2 separate regions of the Astyanax mexicanus genome follow, and region 2 is linked to region 1. A link is a contact called in public Hi-C data. All regions are on one chromosome and are shown on one strand. Each heading gives the region's core, a stretch centred on a gene start, on an enhancer-like site or on the middle of the called end of the contact. The rest is flanking DNA. Distances are from core to core; before and after follow the strand shown. Region 1 overlaps LOC103037814 (protein tyrosine phosphatase non-receptor type 12). Region 2 overlaps LOC103037480 (lysine-specific demethylase RSBN1L).

What was found. Hi-C and Micro-C count contacts between places; a contact is called where the count stands out from the background.
Region 2: a Hi-C map of muscle shows a contact between it and region 1, with 15 times the contacts expected there. The contact joins two enhancer-like sites. A contact is called at or near these places in 3 of 3 Hi-C or Micro-C datasets (blood and muscle).

The regions. Positions count from the first base shown.
Region 1 is chr2:36,094,763-36,097,958 of AstMex3_surface, forward strand. It overlaps LOC103037814 (protein tyrosine phosphatase non-receptor type 12), which reads left to right. Exons shown (of 17, transcript XM_007244996.4): 14 at 2,502-2,572; 15 at 2,676-2,709; 16 at 2,894-2,998. Among protein-coding and RNA genes, the nearest start is that of LOC103037480, 9.9 kb to the right of the region's middle. Within about 2 kb of position 1,524, the one cell type or tissue checked has an H3K27ac peak away from gene starts, as active enhancers do.
Region 2 is chr2:36,172,202-36,175,397 of AstMex3_surface, forward strand. It overlaps LOC103037480 (lysine-specific demethylase RSBN1L), which reads left to right. Exons shown (of 8, transcript XM_007244994.4): 8 at 1-232. Among protein-coding and RNA genes, the nearest start is that of LOC125798972, 12 kb to the right of the region's middle. Within about 2 kb of position 1,665, the one cell type or tissue checked has an H3K27ac peak away from gene starts, as active enhancers do.

The DNA.
Region 1 (3,196 bases), core at 274-2,773:
CCTAAAGGTCAAAAATCTATCAGCATCAGGCTGGACAGGTGGGCAGTCAGTAACTCTGAGGAAGGCAAAAAGATGGAGTTATTTTTGTCTGATTTTATGGAGAACCGACAATGTGCAATATTATATTGTAGCTAAGGTAGAAGGAAACATAGACATGGGGGCACCCAAAAACACTGGCATCAACAGCACCAGCATCTCAGTTTACCCATAATTCCCTATGTCCATGAACCCCTGGAACTGCAGCCTTATCTAAAGGGAAAAACATTAATTACCTAAAGCTAAACTATATAAGCAAGTTTTTATTCTGCACTACAAAGATTGAGTCCCGAACATAATCAGAAAAGTTATTCTGGAGTTGGGGAGCTTAATAAGAGAAAATTCTGGGAACTACTAACTACTACTACCTTCCAAATATGCCCTCAGTCCCAGAATAAGAGCCTTATTCTTGCCTTATATAAGGAGATTTCTATGACTTTTCTAGACAATAGAAAAATTAAACCACGTAAGCAAGTGTATTCACAATTAATTCACTACAGAAAACAATCTTGGCTTGTAAAATGGAATCAAAATATTGTATGATCAGTGATCTTTCCTTGCTGTAATTTATTTTAGTAAGTGAAATGAGGGCTGATTGCATGTGCTGGGGACTGTGCTGCATGGTGGGCTTTTCCCTGAGAAGATGGCAGTGGTGTGGGCTGTACGCTACAGCTGTGGAATAGTGTGCTGATGAAAACGTGAGATGGAATGAGCATCTTTGGGCATCTTTTCATGATTAGATTTCTTCTGCCTCCTTCTCGAGGAGCCTACCGTGTCTCAAATGTCTGCTTTTTTTCCACATGGGCAGTGGGATGGTGCTGAGGCCTCATGCCCTGTGGAACAGCAGGCGGCTGGCTATTTGGGAACATTTGAGACCCTGTGTCGTTTGGCGTCACATTAATTTCAAAAGTCGGGGGCGCAAAAATACTAGGTGAAAAAAATAACCAGCGTGTTTTAACATTTTGCGTGTGCAAAATTAACTTCTCGTGAGCACAAATGTGAAACTAGCGAGCAAAAAAAAGGGAATCGTGTGCGCGCTGAAGAAAATGTTGCTCTCGCGCTTCATTTTTCTCGCTAGTTTAAAATTTGTGCTCAGTAGGAGTTAATTTACACACGCAACATGTTAAAACACGCTGGTTAATTTTTTTTTCACCTAGTATTTTTGCGCCCCCGACTTTTGACATTAATGTGATGCCAGAGTATCGCTGACGTGGAGCTGGTGCAGGTGTCTTGGCTTGTGGCGGGCGTTATTGGCTGGTTCTGTTTGGTCACTGGGCTGCGTGTTGATTCCGCAGGGTTCTTTATCACACTGTGAATCAGAATGCTTCCGTACATTAGTGTGGATGTGTTTGTGTGTGGTTGAGCTGTTGAGTTGTGTTGGGTAACCGTGCTCTTGTCTGCTTCAGACAGTGACGAGAGTGAAGACTCGCCTCCCCCTCTTCCTGAAAGAACCCCCGAGTCCTTCTTTTTGGCCACAGGTGCGTCTTGACCATCCCAGCGTGTTGTGCTTCCGTCTCTGGCCACGAGAGGGCGTCAGAAAGCAGCAGCGCAGAGCCGTGACTCGCACACGTTTGTATTCATGTCAGGGCTCAAAAGTGCAGGAGGTGTGGAAAATATTCAAGACATCCTCTATGAAACCAGTGCCTCGGCCTTGGAGTGGAATTTTCCCTTTTGTGCTTTTTGAATGTTCAATTTAGCCAAAGCAGAGTGTGCAAACTGCAGCAGTTACAGTGAATGCACCGGTTCACTGCTGCAAGAGAAACTATCACACATTCTGGACTGAGGCACATGTGCTGAACTCAATCATATTCACTTTTGTTTCAACTGTCAATGTTTATTAATATGAGCAGGTGAGAGAATTCAGAAAATGACCTGTTGTAATTGAAATAATATTGACCCCAGGTTTGTGCCTCTTTCAATTCTATTAGTTTTACAAGACAAAATGCACAATAAATATGGAAAGAAATGAGCATGAAAATCAAATAGCCATAAACCAACCATTTCTCACTTTTGTGTGAAATCAATTGTTGTCTTTAGGATTGTTATTTTGATAAGTTATGAGTTATTTTATATCATGTTTCTTCATGAAGGAACTTTAAATAAAGCACATTGTAGTTTATTATGTAAAAAGGTTAAAGAAAAGGGAGGAATGCCAAAAACTACGGCTGGGCTATATTGTTTAAAAAACAATAATAATAATTGTAATCTTAATTGTGATCTTTTTTTTTTTTATTATGATTTTTACTTCTTTGTATATATGTGTATATATACTATTATATGTAAACAATCTCAATCATCCCAATGTGAAAATTGCATTCAAACAGTAACTTCATTAAACAAATAATTTGATTAACCTCCCAGCCCTACTTTATATGTTGTTATGTTATGTTAAAAATTGCCTTCAAATTCTATTTCTCAAATTTCTTCTGTGAAGTTAATTATGCTATTCTCTTCATCTCCTCCAGATCCAGTAGATGTGAAAGTAGAGAAGGATTTGGGTTCAGCTGAATCAGGAGTAGCTTCTCTCTCTCTTCAGGTGAGCCAGACACTATGTACAAAACAGCCTGATCATTTACATCTGAATGATTGTTCCTGTTAATGTTAATGTTCCTTTTTTTCTCCCTTTTCATACCACACAGAACTCTATGACCACAACGACAAAAACACCACCGGGTAGGTGTAACCTTTAGCCATATTATCTGTGGTCTTTTTTTTATATAGTGTATTGTATTCTATGATGAAGTAGAGTACCAAATGATATTTGATTAAAAAACATATATAAAAGATAAGATTAGTGTAAAAACAAACACTATTGAGAATCATTTTATAACAATATACTGTTCACATTTTTTTCCAGATGGAGGGAAGGAGAATGGAAAGAGTTCAGACAGTCTGGCAAAAACCACAAGCACTATGGTTAAAGCAGACGAGAGGACGGAGAGCAAACCACTCTCAGAGATTGGTGAGTGACCGAGCTTTAATAAGGCTGACATCATTTTAATTCATTTTAATCTTTACCCAAACTGAGTATTGATGTAAATAAAGCTAATGCTAATTTACACTATCTTTTGGCTGTGGTAACCAAACCTAAACTTTAACATAGGACACAAAACATGAAAAAAAAAAAAAAAAACGAAAAGAAAAAAAACCACCTAGACTT
Region 2 (3,196 bases), core at 415-2,914, 78 kb after region 1:
ACCTCGTAATAAAAAGTTCTTGATATTGGATATTGTCGTCATGTAAACAAGGGCTACACTGAACGATCATGTGCGTAAATCAGACTGGCTCGGTGTAAGGTGGGCGGCCCTGACCCACCGGCACGCTTCCACTTTCATGATTAATCCAGAAATGTTTCCACAGTTACTCTGTGTAGAATTTAAGACAACTATGTTTGGAGATGACTGAAGATTAAAAGCATAGGATCACTGAGCAGTGTGTTTCATCATTGTGTGCTGTGTGAACTGTTCCATTACTTTTTGCAGTTTTCTCTCCCCTCTCCAGAACACATGTTGGGTTCTTAAAGTGTGCATCTGTAGTTTATGAACAGGAGCCACAAGAACTGAATGCAAGTTAGCCTCAGTGTTAAGTTGTTGAATGATGTTAAAAGACTTGCTTGTGTGGTATCTGCCTTGGTTTAGCTGCTCAATCTTGTTTTGTAATTTTATTAAGATAGCAGTGGATAGAGTGTAAGGAATGCGGTAGAATGTTGTTTTGTTCGGTTATGAAGCTCTCCGTTAAACATGCATGAGTATCGAACAGTACATTCCGCTGCAAATAAAATTCTCTTTTAGATAATAGTGATTATACTGCACAAAGCCTAAAACTGGGAACAGAGCATTCATCCACTGAAAACAGCTACTCGTTACTTTAAAATGTTAGTTGTCATTTCACTAGAAACCATTTAGTACATGCTCGTTTGGAAATACAATAAAATACAATAGGTCCCTCTCAGTTGCATATTCATGCCGCATTAGCCAATAAAAGAAAACCGAATTCATGGCCTCGCCCACCTTGGCTTGGACTGCCCATTACAAAGCCATGGATGGAGTATCTCATTTCTGTTAGCCAATCAGAGGCAAGATATTTGCATGTCTTAAATAAACATGAGTAGGAGCCGAAATCCTTTAGATTTCTTACATTTTTTTAAACTTTAGCTTGTTAGAATACTTTTAATTACTTTGGGTTATTACCATTTATTTTAACTTTGGGTTGCTAGAATTTTTATTTACTTTGGGTTGCTTAAAAATGATAGATTTTTGGTTGCCAGAATTTTTTTTACCTTGGGGTTGCTAAAAATGTATTAACTTTGGGTTGCTAGAATTTTTTTTTATTTGTGGCTAACATAGTTATAAAAAATATTGTGTAAAATTGTTAATGCTCTACTAAAAATGGAAACAACATTAAGGCACACTTTTTTTAGACCTTTTTTTAGTAGTAGTTTAGTAGTATTAAAATTCATTTTAAAATCTAATTAGCTAACAAGCTAGTTAGCTGTGGAGTAGTAAAAATTTTAATAATCTACAAATTCATCTGAACAAGGAAAAGACCAGGTTACAGTAAGTGTTCAAACGGTTTTAGAAGTTATACTGTATATAGAACCACTGTATTTGCGGAAGAACGTTTTATGAGCCATTTGCAGTGTAAAGTTATACTTTTAATCTCTAGTTAAAGTTAGCAAACTTGGCTAACTAACACACCGACGAGGTCAAGTGTAGCTCAGTGGCTTAGTTTGGCGGGGAGGGGTGTGTGTAACTGTGTGTGTGTTTTCTGGGTATTTTAGTGATTTTAGAGTTGTGTGTGCTTCTGTCCAGTCAGTAGTCTGTGATAATTAAACATGAATCTGCTGGAACGGAATGAGCTGGTGCTGCAGTAGAGGCGCAGACACGGTCAGGAGTGAGGTGAATAATGAGGCTTGTCTGGGAGTTGGGGTCTCTCAGCTATACTTAGCGTGGCCGGAGGTGGATTAGTAGAGTTATATAACCCGCCGCCACCCACACCGTGCAGTGTGATAGCAGTGATGTGTATCAGCAGTACTGCTGTGTAAGCTTTTATTAGTGAGTCTGGGTGAGACAGTGAGGGAGGGGCTGTTTGAGTCTGGATTATTTTTTAGAAACTGATACATGCATCTGTTTTGCCATCAGCCTAAACAACCATTGCAGACCATTGAAAAATAAACAAGAGGCCAAATCAGTGATGCAATACTATTATACCACTTAAAGAAATGTACATGACACACTGTATTTTACAATTATTTACCTTTTCCTATATTTGAAAGATTAATGAACAAAATAACCAATTTTAGCACATGAGCTTAGAAATAAAGAGTTCTTTGACTTTATTTAATTTTATTTCATATGTTTAGTAGTTGTCAACATTTGTACATGCAGTTAATCTTGAAACTTGAATACTAATACTGTTCAACACCAGCATTTAAAAAAAATGTAATCATGGTTTTATCCATGATTTAGTCATAGAATATTGTTGTGATTTAATACAATTATATTTTTTAGGAATTTGCACCAATAATACAAATCTAAGTGTGTAACACTTAACTATTTTATTCACATTAAAAACAGATATGAAAAGCTTATTCTTATGGGGAAAAAAGGTGATTAATCATATTTTTCTATCGACTGACACCACTAATTATAACACAAGAAATGTATATGACACTGTATGTCTCACATAGTTTCCTTTTCCTTTATACTTTAATACTAATTTAATAGATAAAAATAATCAATTTTAGTACATTAAACAAAATTCTAATTTAAAAAGCATCAAAACTACCCTGAGATATTATAATAGAGTAAAACTACCCTGATATATTATATTACAGTAAATAAAAGGAACTAGTCAGCCAGGTAAAAACAAAAAAAAAATGTATTCTTGATTTTATCCACGATTTAGTCACAGAATATTGTTGTGATTAATACAATTATATTTTTAAGAAATTGGCACCAGTAATACAGTAATACAAATCTAAGTGTTTCTAACAGTGACTCTTTTATTCACATTTAAATACCCATTATCAAAAGCTTATTCTAAAGAAAGAAAAGTGTGATAATCAGATTTTTTTTTATCGATTGACACCACTAATTATAACACAAGAAATGTATATGACACACTGTAGGTCTCACATAGTTTCCTTTTCCTTTATACTTTTATACTAATTTAATAGATAAAAATAATTAATTTTAGTACATTAAACAATATTCTAGTTTAAAAAGCATCAATTATATTTACAATAATACAAATCTAAGTGTTTCTAACACTGAGTCTTTTATTCACATTTAAATACACATTATCAAAAGAAAAGTGTGATTAATCAGAATGAATCATAGAATTTTATTGTGATTAATTTGATAGTTTATTTAAATCAATTGACAACAATAT